3 separate regions of the Mus musculus genome follow, and regions 2 and 3 are each linked to region 1. Evidence: chromatin contacts called from public Hi-C and promoter capture Hi-C data. All regions are on one chromosome and are shown on one strand. Each heading gives the region's core, a stretch centred on a gene start, on an enhancer-like site or on the middle of the called end of the contact. The rest is flanking DNA. Distances are from core to core; before and after follow the strand shown.

Evidence for each region. Promoter capture Hi-C pulls out the DNA fragments that hold promoters and counts their contacts. Hi-C and Micro-C count contacts between places; a contact is called where the count stands out from the background.
Region 2: a Hi-C map of B cells shows a contact between it and region 1, with 5 read pairs. The contact joins the promoter of Mgme1 here to the promoter of Tasp1 in region 1. A contact is called at or near these places in 2 of 484 Hi-C or Micro-C datasets (B cells and CD4 T cells).
Region 3: a promoter capture Hi-C map of pre-B cells shows a contact between it and region 1, with 2.5 times the contacts expected there. The contact joins the promoter of Dstn here to the promoter of Tasp1 in region 1. A contact is called at or near these places in 2 of 39 promoter capture datasets (cranial neural crest and pre-B cells).

The regions. Positions count from the first base shown.
Region 1 is chr2:140,065,010-140,069,347 of GRCm38.p6, reverse strand. Tasp1 (taspase, threonine aspartase 1) reads left to right here and starts at 2,543. Exons shown (of 14, transcript NM_001159640.2): 1 at 2,543-2,594.
Region 2 is chr2:144,269,154-144,273,491 of GRCm38.p6, reverse strand. Mgme1 (mitochondrial genome maintenance exonuclease 1) reads right to left here and starts at 2,588. Exons shown (of 5, transcript NM_028984.5): 1 at 2,420-2,588; 2 at 1,008-1,577. The coding sequence starts at 1,512. It overlaps Snx5 (sorting nexin 5), which reads left to right and starts at 2,590. Exons shown (of 14, transcript NM_001199188.1): 1 at 2,590-2,791; 2 at 3,033-3,115. The coding sequence starts at 3,065.
Region 3 is chr2:143,912,808-143,917,145 of GRCm38.p6, reverse strand. Dstn (destrin) reads right to left here and starts at 1,815. Exons shown (of 4, transcript NM_019771.2): 1 at 1,499-1,815. The coding sequence starts at 1,501. It also overlaps a transcript of Bfsp1 not described here.

The sequences.
Region 1 (4,338 bases), core at 1,294-3,793:
TCTGTATAGCCCTGGCTGTCCTGGAACTCACTTTGTAGAGTAGGCTGGTCTTGAACTCAGAAATCCGCCTGTCTCTGCCTCCCATGTGCTGGGATTAAAGGCATGCGCCACCACCGCCTGGCACACACAACAATTTTTAATCCTCATTTTACAAATGTGGAAATTAAATAGTAGGAAGATAAAGCAAATCGTTCAATGTTTTAGTTAAGTGGTAGAACACAGATATATAAACACTGATTCTTCTGTTTCTAGAATCCTTGCTGTTAACTTCTACTTTATGGCTACCATTCACTAACTAAACCATTAAGAATTTTTTTTTTTTTTTTTTCCTTCTGGGCTGGAGTGATGGCTCAGCAATTAAGAGCACTGACTGCTCTTCCAGAGGTCCTGAGTTCAATTCCCAGCAACCACTTGGTGGCTCACAACCATCTGTAATGGGATCTGATGCCCTCTTCTAGTATGTCTGAAGACAGCAACAGTGTATTCATATACATTAAATGAAAAAAAATCTGGCCGGGCGTGGTGGCGCATGCCTTTAATCCCAGCACTTGGGAGGCAGAGGCAGGCGGATTTCTTAGTTCGAGGCCAGCCTGGTCTGCAGAGTGAGTTCCAGGACAGCCAGGGCTACACAGAGAAACCCTGTCTCGAAAAACAAAAACAAAACAAAAAACAAAATCTGAAAAAAAGTTCTAAAGAATTTTTTTCCTTACTGTTCTCTACATTCCCTTTCAAATCTTATGTGCTGCTTACACAGATAAATTTCATAACTGTCTCTTAATTTTTACCCATAAAAGAAAATTATTAAGAAGATATCTTAAACAATATAAGAATTATTAATTATGTGTTTGGGATTACCAGCAGATGAATTTTTTTTTCAATTCACATATTTTAATCTAGGGATGACAGGATAAAAATCACTAAACTCCTCATCCTCAAACTGCCTTCTTGCACTTCGTTCTTGATCATCTAAAAGCCCCGTTATTGGTTGCTCTCCTCTTCTGGGGCGTCGGGCTTATCACCCTTCCTGCTCCACCGCTAAGATTAAACCAAGAAATTCCACAATCCAGTAATGCTTTAGGTGCGTTACATTTACCCAAAGGGCTTGTTAAAAGACCAGCCTTTAGGGAGGCAGAGAGATAAGCGGATATGAGTTTGAGGCCAGCCTGGTCTACAAAGTGAGTTCCAGGACCACTAGGGCTATACAGAGAAACACTGTCTCGGAAAAAACAAAACAAAACAAAACAACAAACATTCATTTAGGTGGATTCTAAGAATTTGCATTTTTAAGTAAGAGTTTAGGTAATTCTAAACTGCTGGTCTGAGACCTCACATAGGATACATGTGAAAATACATGCTGAAACATCTCATCTAAAAATCCAAAACCTCAGCTGCTCCCACACTGTGCACAAAACTATTTAAAAATGCGTTACAAAATTACCTTTAGTCTCTGTGTATAAGGTCTGCATGAAATACAGCTGAGTATTTTTGCAACTGGAGTCTCATCCACTGCTTTGGTTTGGGACCAGGGACAAGGGACTGAGGCGCATATTTTACATACCAAAGCACACCTGAACTTCAGTTTCACTCAGCATCCCTCAGTCCCTTCTTGGCGAACCCTGCCCCAACCCTGAACTTTCCAGTCCAGCGGCCGAGCTGCCCTTCCCCCAGAGGCTCTTCCCTCTATAATCAAGATATTTTGGTCTCCCTTGTTTTCCTTCTCTTCTCTCACCTCCAATGCTCCCCTGGCCTCAATCCTTGGGGCCAGTGAACTCCCCTGAAAGCAACTTCCCAATATTCTGCCTTTAATATAATCTTAATTGGTTTGAATTGGCTCATTTCACCGTTGGAGAAATAACCTATCACCCAGGACGTTTTATTATGTATAAGCAAGTATTTCAAAATTTGAAGAAAAGAAAATTCCCAAATACTTCTCAAGTATCTCAGACGACTGATACCTAACCTGCAGTGTTCTATTCCTTCTAATCTCTGCTCCCCACAAACAGGCTGTCAAACCATTCTTGATACTAGTTACAAGGATTGCTACTGGCTCTTGGTCTTTGATCTTGGACAGTTAAAGACTAACTACCTTTTCTGACTCCCACTTAAACAAAACCTAGGTTGAATCCTGCTTTTCCATAGGGGTCAAGGCTACATGGATGAGGGAAGGGTTCTTCTGCAACGCCCTCATCAATGATGGCTACTATTTTCATAACGTGCAACCCGCTCGTCAGTCAACTTCGTGGGTAACAGGTAGACACATCCTCAAAGCTAATTACCGAGCACAATGAAAGCAAGGTGGGCAACGGCGATTGTATAGCTATGACAACAAACAAACCCCCAATAGGCCAATAAATACATATTTTAAAAAACCCTCAGATATCAGAAGCCAGAAATAACCGCGGAGTGTCTCAGCTCAAACGCTTAAAGAGAGAGACGCTATAGCCTAGGCGATTAGGACTCAGGCTCGCGGGGCGTCTGCTTCCGGCCACGTGTGCACGTCGACCAATGGAAAGGCTTTACGCCACTCCCGCTTCCTCACCCTGGCAACGGGCGAACGACTACTTCCTGTGTGTGAGTGCTCTGCGCTGACGCGGGTGAGTGTCCCTCGTTCTGACGCTGTCCGCGTCGCCGCTGCCTAGCCTCGGTCTCCGTATGGTCCGGCAGGCCCGCGTGGCGTCCTCACGCCACCGCTCGGGACGGCTCTCACGGCGCCACCTGTCCGGCCCGGCGCAGGGCCCCACGGATTCCCCGGCCCGGAGTTGTGGTCACGCGTGGGGGCCGCCAGTTCCCTTGGCTGCGGAGTTCTCGGAGCTCTTCGCGCGCTGTGCAGTCCCAGGCTACAGGGAACTCACGTGTCCCAGGTCCACAGCGGGCCCGGGATGTGTCACAGACAGATGTCGCGGTGGGGTCAGAGCTTCCCTGAGTCTGTTAGAGCCCGGGTTAGCGTCCCGAGGGACATGTAGCATCCAGTCAGTGTAGAGGTGGCTAGGACTGAGTCAGTGAAGATGCTGGAGAGGCGGGCGAGTAGCTGTAAACTGGAGGTGTTTTGAAGTAGAAGGCATAGGGATTCCTCCGAGTTCAACTTAATTATACCGAGGAGAGGAAGGGAAGGTTTATTGGGGGCCATTGAACCAAGACCTTTCTTTGAATAACAAGCTAAGGGAGTTTATCTTACGCACTCAGGCGTTTGGTTATTAGAAGCAGTGGCCGTGGTTATTAGAAAATGCTTGGGAATTGCAGAACAAGAGATTAACATAGTTGCCGCCACTAAGGATTTTGTGCTTTATAATTTCTTAGGTGTTGTAGATGTCACCGACAAGTGTATGTGTATAATATGGTTAAAACTAGAAATTGCAGTTTTGTATATGTTGCATTCATTGCACGGATAGATTGGTTTTGCCTTTTTTTGGGGGAGGGGAGAGGGTTATTTTAGTTTATGTGTGTGACTGCTTGCATCATAATGTCTGCACCGCGAGCATGGGCATATCCGTGCAGGCCAGTAGAGGGCATCTGGGGGAATCAAGGATGGATGTAAGCCAGCGAGTGGTGCTAGGAACTTACTCAGGTCCGCTAGAAGCAAGTGCTCTTTATTGCCGAGCTGTCTTTCCAACCCTGGTTATTTTATTTTTTTTCTTATTGAGGTGTAATCAACACAGTACCAAAATCCTCTTAAATTGTAAGCTTCTCTCTCCCCCTCTCTCATTTTAAGGATTCAAAAGTTGTATGTATGTCGTTGCTGTCTAGTTCCAGACCAATTTTTATCACCTTCCCCAGATATCTTGTGCCCAGTACAGTTACTTACCCTTCTCCAGTTTCCCCCAACTTCTGATCCATGGTTTAGTATGTATCTTTCTGTTTTGTACGGTTTAAGTAAATAGAAGTATGTAACAGGTGTCCTTTTGTGTCTAGCTTCTTTCAGTGAGCATAATGTTTTCAAGATTTGTCCATAGCTATGTAATAATGCCTCATTCCTTTGTGTTTATGTTACCCCCCCCCCCATTGATTCTGGGGATGGACCCGCACACATGCTGGGTGAGCATCCTACCACTGATGGATGTACCTCCCCCGTTCCTTTTTATGGATATGCAGTTGGATTGTTTGGTCCTTCGGGTTATTTTGGAATAATTCTGTACACATCATATTTGTAACTTTTTGTGTGGATATTTGATTTTAGTTTTATATTTGATCTTTTTGTTTTTTTGGTTATGTATATAGAAGTGGAACTTCTGGGTGGTTATGTTTGGAGAACTCAACAGACACTTTCCAGAATGATCACAGCACATTGAATCCTGCAGATAAGAAAGGTCTTCATCTCCAGACACCTGTTTTGATTATATG
Region 2 (4,338 bases), core at 1,339-3,838, 4.2 Mb before region 1:
CCAGATTGGCCTGAACATGTGACCTTACCTGAGCCTCCTATGTACAGGAACTAGAGGCATGAACTACCATGTCTATTATTTTTTTTAATCTACCCTTTTTTGTTTGATTTTCTCGAGACAGGGTCTCAGTATGTAGCTCTGGTTATCCTGGAACGCTCTACGTAGACCAGGCTGACTCACCAGAGATCTGTCTATCTGCTTGAGTGCTGGAACTCAAACACTATACCTGTGTGTGTGCCATTATACCTGGCTAGAAAGGACTGCTTTAAGGACGCTATCCTCTTCACTTGTCTAATGAGTCAGGAGCTGATGCCTGCCTGCCAATGTGATCAAAACACACTGTACCAGATTCTCTAAGAACTGGTCACATTTTTAAAAACAAGAGAGTTGAAGGCTGAAGGTTATTTAACCATTTCCTAGCCAAGAACATTTGATCAGTTCAATTTACCAAACTATAAGCGGGGATTGGGAGTTCTGGATTGTGGCTAGTCAAATGATACTGACTAGTAGAACAATGGGTAACCATTACATTCTGAGCAAGAAAAACTATTTAAAAACTAGACTTTTGGCAGGGCAGCGGTGGCACATACCTGTAATCTCAGCACTTGGGAGACAGAGGCAGACGGACTTCTGAGTTCGAGGCCAGCCTGGTCTACAGAGTGAGTTCCAGGTCAGCCAGGGCTAAACAGAGAACCCTGTCTCGAAAAACCAAAAACCAACCAACCAACCAAAAAAACCCTAGACTTTTGTCAAGAGATGGAAAAGAATTGATAGGTTGTTTATAAATTATGCAAGTTTGTCAAATAATTTGATCTCTGTTATTTCCATTTCTTTAAGTGTGAACTACAGTTAATAGTATCTACGAAGATTAAGCAAATTAGCAGACATGAAATGCTATTTGAAAGTACTTCCTCAGTAAGATTTTTTTTTAAGCTCCATTCTTCTGACAGGAATGCTCTATCTCCTAAAAACCAGTGACCACACATAACCAGAAGCAAGATAATTACTTGAAGTATATTCTGCAAACCCGTCTTCTCCCAGCTCCAGAACCATCCGCTCTTTCCACCTCTCCAAAAAGAAGCTCTGTTCAGGTGGCATGGTCTGCTGAAGGATGCGGGTCACACTGGGTATCGAGTTCCTTTGCAAAGGGATCTTCAAAGGGCTTGAAGAAGCATCTGTGTGTGGTTTCCCGGTTCTCTCTTCATTGAAGATAGGAAAGCAGTGTTGTGGGACTCTGGCCTGTGGCTCCGGCTCTGCAGCCTTATGCTTACTCACTGGTCCATACAGTACATCATCTTCCTTGAACAACGACTCTGGAGTCTGGGCCGGGCCTCTGGACAAGACAGAGCGTACTAAACGAGAGTACTTCGCTTGGTCTACTGCTTCGTAAGAGTTTTTCTTCTTCTGGCTACACAAATAAGAGAAAGTGGAGAAACTCACAGGAGGGCTTGCTTTTACAGAAAATCTGTTTAACCTGCTAAGCAGCCTGCAGAAGGTCAGAGGCAGTTTCATTTTTAGACTTCGCCCCTCTAACTTTTCTCTAGTCTGGAAAGTTTAAAAGTGTGTTCTGTTCGTATCTGAAAAAAAAAAAAAAGTGGTGTTAGGTTTAAGACATTTTCTATATTAAAACCATCAAATTGAAAATCACACAAGAGCCGGGTGTGGTGGCGCACGCCTTTGATCCCAGCACTTGGGAGGCAGAGGCAGGTGGATTTCTGAGTTAGAGGCCAGCCTGGTCTACAAAGTGAGTTCCAGGACAGCCAGGGCTACACAGAGAAACCCTGACTCAAAAAACCAAAAAACAAAAACAAAAAAACCCACAAGAACATTAAAAGTGCATACACTAAACTTTTGACGTTTCCAAAAAAAAAGAGAAAATCATTCCCAAGTAAGATTCATGAAAATTGTAAGTGGCTTTTGTTCAATGTTAATGTGTTGGCCGTTTCGGATATGACACCTTAAATCTGAATGTGACAAGGCCTGGAGGCATAGACCAGGAAACTTAAGTTACTTGGGTGGCTGAGGCAGTATGAAATTGAGATTTTGGGTTAGCTTGGCTTTGTCTCTAGAAACAAAACAACTACAATCTGCCCCCCCCCAACAAATTCACAAGTCTTAATTAACAGTTAAACACCTACATCTACATACCAAACTCTTACTAAATATTCTGTATGGGCATCGCTCATCTATTCCTCACGCCGCCCTTTAAAAAGTGGGTGCTACTGTGACCTCGTGGTCCAGACTCGGGACATGTCGCAAGTGGGTCTGCACAGCCCATCCAACGTTAATTCCAGAAAATGATCTCTGCAGGTGTCTCCCATGGCTGCGACAGGACAAGCGTGGCCCTTCGTGCCCGAGTTTGGATAGGGAAGAGAGTATTTAAATAGAAGGTCGGTCAGCGGCAGGGTTCTAGCTGTACCTGAGATGCCACCACGCTGTAACACCCAGCCCGCAAACAACCCTCTCGGGACCCGTACTTTCATCGGTCCCGCGCTTTCCCAAAGCGAGGCGGCCCCAGCATGCACTACGGCGTTCCCGTCGCACCTGTGAGGCGCCATCCCCTCCACGCCCCCGAAGCAGAAGCGCGGGCGCCGTCAAGCCGCGCGTTGTCGCGCTCACGAGATCTCGCGCACGTCACCGCCGCTCGCCATCTTGGACTCTGGCTGAGCCATAAATTGCCCGGGCCGCGGTGCGCGTCCTTTCTCGAGGCGTGCCTCGCCGGCGGAGGGTTCGGAGCCCGCGTTCCCGTCGCGGCCCTCCGGTGCTGGTGTCCGCGTGGCGCGGAGCGAGGGTAGGCTCCCCGCGTAGCTTCTATTGCCCGGCTCCAAGATGGACGGCCGCGGGGACGGGGGAGGCCGCACTGGGGGAGCACGTGGCGTGCCGCTCGCTGGCCTGCGCCCGGGGCTGCTGGGATGGTGGCGGAGTCCCGCGGCCTCCAGCCGCCGTCCGGCAAGGAGGCCGGCGGAGGCGGGGCCGCGGCCGCCCCTGAAAGGCGCCCCGGCGGCGGCCCAGCCTCTTCTTTCCTCGCACAGCCACACGGCCCCTGCTCGAGGCCCGCGTCGCCATGGCCGCGGTTCCCGAGTTGCTGGAGCAGCAGGAGGAGGACCGCAGCAAGGTGAGATCCCTTCCTCGCTCGCTACCTGGGCTGGAGGTTCCCGCCGGCCTCCTTGGGCTGGGTGGATCTTCTCTGGGGCTCGGACCCCAGCAAGATCCCGAGGTTTTCCCTCAACCACCCCTTTAGAGATGGCTTTCCAACGGGGTGTCTCTGCACGCTCATTCTCTGACCAAGGAGACCCAGACAAGTGGGACCCCACTTCTTGAGCTCTCGGTGGGAAGCTGACCGACGCTCTGCCAGTCATTCGACTGAGGCTAATCCTCTGAAGCCCTTAGGAGCGTGGTTTTTTTTTTTTTCTTTTTTCTTTTGCTCCTAAAACTTAAATCGACTACATGGTAATTGGAAAGTGGATCAAAGTTTCGTTTGCTATTCCTATCTCCTTTTAAGAAAATGGCCTTTTCGTTTAAAATAGTGGGGAGATTTCTAACGAGTATCTGTATGTAGCATGGTTTTTGCAACTTGGGAACGCTAAATGTGTCCTCGTGGGAGTTGTAATTTTTAGTAAATCCTGTGTGTTGATATAACCCTCGGGCTGCAAATATCTTGAGGACTAATGCAATAAACAGGGATTGCTATACGGGCAATAAAGGATTCTACTTTTATTGGCTCTTTAAACTTGAATTTTCCACCGCACAGGTAGGTTATGAGTCAGTTTTGTGGACAAAATCGTCAGTAATATGGGAGCTCTTAGATTTTAATAAGAGCTGAATTAAGATTTCATTTTAAGTACCTTTGAATGGGCAAACATTTTTTTTTTTGTTTTTGTTTTTGTTTTTCGAGACAGTTTCTCTGTATATCCCCGGCTGTCCTGGAACTCACTTTGTAGACCAGGCTGGCCTCGAACTCAGAAATCCGTCTCCCAAGTGCTGGGATTAAAGGCATACGCCACCACGTCCGGCGCAAACTTTTTATCTAGTAAGTAAATACCGGTCTCTGGCGCACCAACCAGTTGGATTGTTCCAACAAGGGTATTGTATTGAAATAGAGCTTTGTGCGAGGTGTTTTATTTCTTTTACATTAGAAGAATTAGTTTCTCTCCCCTGGCATATATAATAGGTACTAGGGGCAGGAGAGGCCCTGGTGGCTCTTTTTTTCCTCCTTTTTTGGTACGGAGCAGAATCATTTATGTAAAATGACTTGATCGTCTTTATTAACTGCTAATAGAATTTTTAAAAAAATGAGTTCACCATCACTCTGATAAGCAAAATTGGAGATGATCACAG
Region 3 (4,338 bases), core at 566-3,065, 3.8 Mb before region 1:
AACTGGCAAACTGGCTCAGCAGGTGAAAGTACTTGCCAGGCAAGTCTGACAACCTAAGTTCAATTCCCAGAACCCACAGTGAAAGGAAAACTGGCTCCTCAAAGCACCGTGGCACTCCCGTACCCAAGTCCTCAGACCATAATAAATATATCAGTACTTGGATGTAAGAATGAACCCACCTTTAGTTTTTATTTTTGTCTCCCCCAAGTACCAGGAAATCCAACAGACTCTATTTTCATTTTATTTGAATGTACACCGAACAAAAAATTAAGCTTTAAAGCCAAGCTTTTACGTTTAGAATGTTTGGCCCTGTTTTAAATACTTTTGCATTCTCAACTAAAAGAAGACTGGAGAGCAGACACCAGTTCACTTTATTACACTGAGTGCTCAAATTTAAAAGTTTATCAGCACTCAAAACCTTTGGATTTAGTCTTTACTATAAATCAACATATACATACACTTAAAATCTTGCTGAGGTTCAACAGACTTCAAGGTCTGAAATATTTGTAGCTCATAGCATTAAACCCAAACATGACTTAATATCAAGGCACAGCTAAGCATGGTCCGTTTTCAAGAAAACTATCCATTTAATCTAATGAGCCAGCCTGCACCTGCAAGCCAGTTGCTATATCCTAAGAAAAAACCAAAGTTGTTATTCAGTGAAAACACTCTGTAGACAGATAAGTGGGTACCAACTGTTTCCCGGCGCACAGATGTAGCAACAGGATAGTATTTCTAGCAGTGAGGCAAGGCCTTGCCAGCAAATCATTGACCAAAAATGGTAACATTGTGCAGACTACAGTGACAAAATGTTCCACCTGATCGCCCAGTTGAGATACTGTTTTACAACCGATTTGAGTAACACTTTGGAGGTAGAGAAGTTTGTAAATTAAGCAAAATCTCTACCATCTCAATACAACGAATGTTTCTCTTTTTAAAGGGCTGGAGTAATTATACGGGCTTTCTGAAAGTTTTTAAATTTGCATCTGAAAAGCAACAACATCATGTCCAGGACTTGCACCCAAAGTTGTGGTAAAGCCTTGTTCTCAGGTAAAGGCAAATTTCTAGCATGGATGAATGGACCCGGCAGGGAAGGGTTAAAAGAGCCACTGCCAAGCTTGACAAGCCCAACGAGAGTGCCACTGAAGCTGATTGCCAGATACGACAAACAAAGCCACGGCAAGGCCACCCGGTTCTTAATCACGCTCACTAGCAATTACTCCGCCCTCTAGAGTGTTCAATAAAATCCTTTTCCTTCTCAGTAAAAAGGGCTGGAAAAGCTCACGGGTCACCAAGCTGGCCTTGGAGAAAACCGCGCCCACACGGATGGTCTCAGGTTCGGCCGCCCATCCCGGGGATCTACCGACTTCGGGATCGAAGGCAGCGAGGCCGGGCCGAAGGGGATCCCGGGCGGCGGCCTGGAACGGTGGGCATGATGCCGCCCAGGAGCTGCCTTGGAACCGACCCCTCCCTTAGCACACGCCCGAGGATCACTCACCATGTTCGCTGGGGCGGACTTCGGGAGGAGAGCTAGGAGCCTGACGGCAAAGTCTGTGCACCTTCGTCCTCCGGGTAGCAAAAGCAGGAGAGCAGGCGCAGGGCGGACGCGGCAGCTCGAGCTTATTAAGGGCGGGCACGAGTTCCAGCCAGACTGCGGCTGCGCGCGCCCCTCGCTCCGCCCACCGTTGCTACGCAACAGGCCGGCCTCCCCAGACAGGCCCCACCCAGGAGTCCCAATAGTCTCCAGACAACTGGAAACCCCTCTCCAGTTAAGGGGAGTGCATGGGTTCCCCGCCCAGAGGAGCGCCCGGGCTGCTGCTCCGTGAAGGGTGGACACAGGACGCTCCGGGGAATCTGGCCCTGCCCTGGAGGCGGGACCACGCGATGCCCCGCCTACCGCGCGGCCTTTGCCCATACATGGAAGTCGCCACCTGGCCAGGTGTGCGCGCCGCTAGGGGCGGGGCCCCGGCGCGGAGTGGGCGGGGCGAATGCCGGTGGGCGGGTGCTCTGCTTGGCGACGAGAACTCTCAAAACGGCTCTCAGGGACCGCGACCCGCATTTTTTTACCTACTTTGGTGCTGTTCCCACCACCCAGTCCTGATTGGTCAGCGCGGCACTTCGGGCCGTCGCGTGAGAGGGAAAAATCTGCACAGTTTTCCTCCTTCCTGAGGCGACCGTGGCTGATCAAAGTGCTGTGTGAGTCAGCGCTTATTCCAGGACTGGAAAACAGGAGTGATTTGTTTATCTTCTGAGCGGGCTGGGAGGAGGCCCAGTGGCCCGCGGGGGGTGCGTGGGGGACGCCGCGTGGCCCGGGACTGTGGGCCGGGCCCCGCCGCTGCGCTTGGGGGTTTCTCATTGGGGAATTGTGTTTTCCTAAAGGGCGGTTGCACGGAAATACTGCTTCCACAGGGCCACCCGCAATCCTAGCCTTGTTTTCTCCGGGTGTTTTTGTAGCGAATAAAAGGAACTCGTAAGACGTGGGATGATCACCTCACTTTTGAACTGAATTTAGGCAACGAGAACATCAGGATCTCTATAAAAAAAGTCTTAATTATCTAAGAAGGCTTTTGGGCAACATGATCGTTGTTTTTCTTTGTTTCTGTTTTCTGGGCGCTATATAAAAAAAATCTACCCTAGGTAGCAAACCGCGGTTCCCATTAGTTTTAAGGGTTTTGTTTCTTTCTTAAGATTAAAGGCAAGTCGTGGCAATTCTAATCCCTTACTGCATTGCCACGGGGTGTTTGGCAGGCTACGGCAGTGGCGTCAGAATCACCTGGAGAGTTTGCTCAAAGATTTCTTAGTTCTGGCTCCGTGCACCTAGAATGTAACCTAAGAGTTTGCCCTTTTAACAAGTCTTTGGTATTAATAATTGGTAATCACACTGAAGAGAAAGAACCTACATCCAGCTGCAGCCCGAACCCTTCTGGCTTATTTTTGTTTTTTTTTGGGGTTGGTTTTTTGTTTTTTTCTGCTCAGGACTCTGACCCCACTAAATGAGACTTCATTTAAGGACGGTTCAACCTATCATTGGTGTTTCGTCCTCCACAATCCTGTCCAAATACAAGAATGCTGTTTACTGCATAAAATTTTCTGTGCCTTCTTCCAGATTTTTTTTTTTTTTTTTTTTTTTTTTTTTGTCCTGGAACTCACTTTGTAGACCAGGCTGGCCTCGAACTCAGAAATCCGCCTCCCAAGAGCTGGGATTAAAGGCGTGCGCCGCCACCACCCAGCTTCTTCCAGAATCTTAAGCAAGTCTCTCTGGCTCCTCTGCCTCTAGCCTCACTCCCTCTCCTTATGGATTTGCCCAGTAACTGTGTTCCTATCACCTGCCAGCCTGGATTTTTTTTTTTTTTGACATATTTCCAGCGAATCCGTTTTATGTCTTTCCATAATCATTAACTTCATGGAAATCAGGGAACGGGGAGGGGACACCTTTCTTGGGCTTTCATGGATGTTTTGTGGCTATGAACTGTTTTTTTTTTTAATATATTTGCCACTGTTCCCAGATCAAACTGGGAGTCCCAGAAAGACAGAAATTTGGGGTGCGTTCTACATGAAGGGGCCCAGCCCATCAATGTGCTACATGTTTAATAAATGTTTTCCTAAGTGAGCCAGTATCTGAAGATGGTTTAGGATTTGTCAGACAAATTAATGTATCTGCTCACCGTAACCTCAAATGAACTCCCACCGAACTTTAACCCCCACATTTACCCCCAGTTGCTCTAGCTATTTTTATTCTTCTCATTCTGAGAAGGATCAAATTTTAATAAAATGCTATATTGACCAAATGTTGAAACCTAATTCCCAATGTGATGTAATACTATTTGAAAGTCGGTCTTTAAGCTAACCTAGGTTGTCAGGTCAGAGCTTACAAGAGTGGGAGAAGATCGCAGTGTATGAATAAAGAAATGGTTCTGCCGGTCAGTAGTGGCCCACGCCTTTAATGCCAGCACTGGGAAGTAGAGGCAGGCAGGGCTCTGAGTTCGAGGCCAGCCTTGTCTTAGTCTACAGAGCAAGTTCTAGGATAGCCAGGGCTACACAGAGAAACCCTGGGGTGGGGCAGGGGATGGTTCCTCACCAGACACTGAATCTACTGGTCCCTTGATACTGGACTTCCCAAGCTTACAGAACCATGAGAAGTTGCTGTTGTTCTGTTTACAGTAAGTCAGTCTATCACAGCAGCTCAGCAAGGCATAAATGTCAGTGAATAGGAGATGGGTGGGTGCCATTTGTCTCATTTAGAAAGTTTTTGGGCACTGGATCTTTGAACACAGGAGTGATTTCATTTGAATTCACTAATATGAGTAGCAGAGAAGAATAAATTATATACTAGTGAGA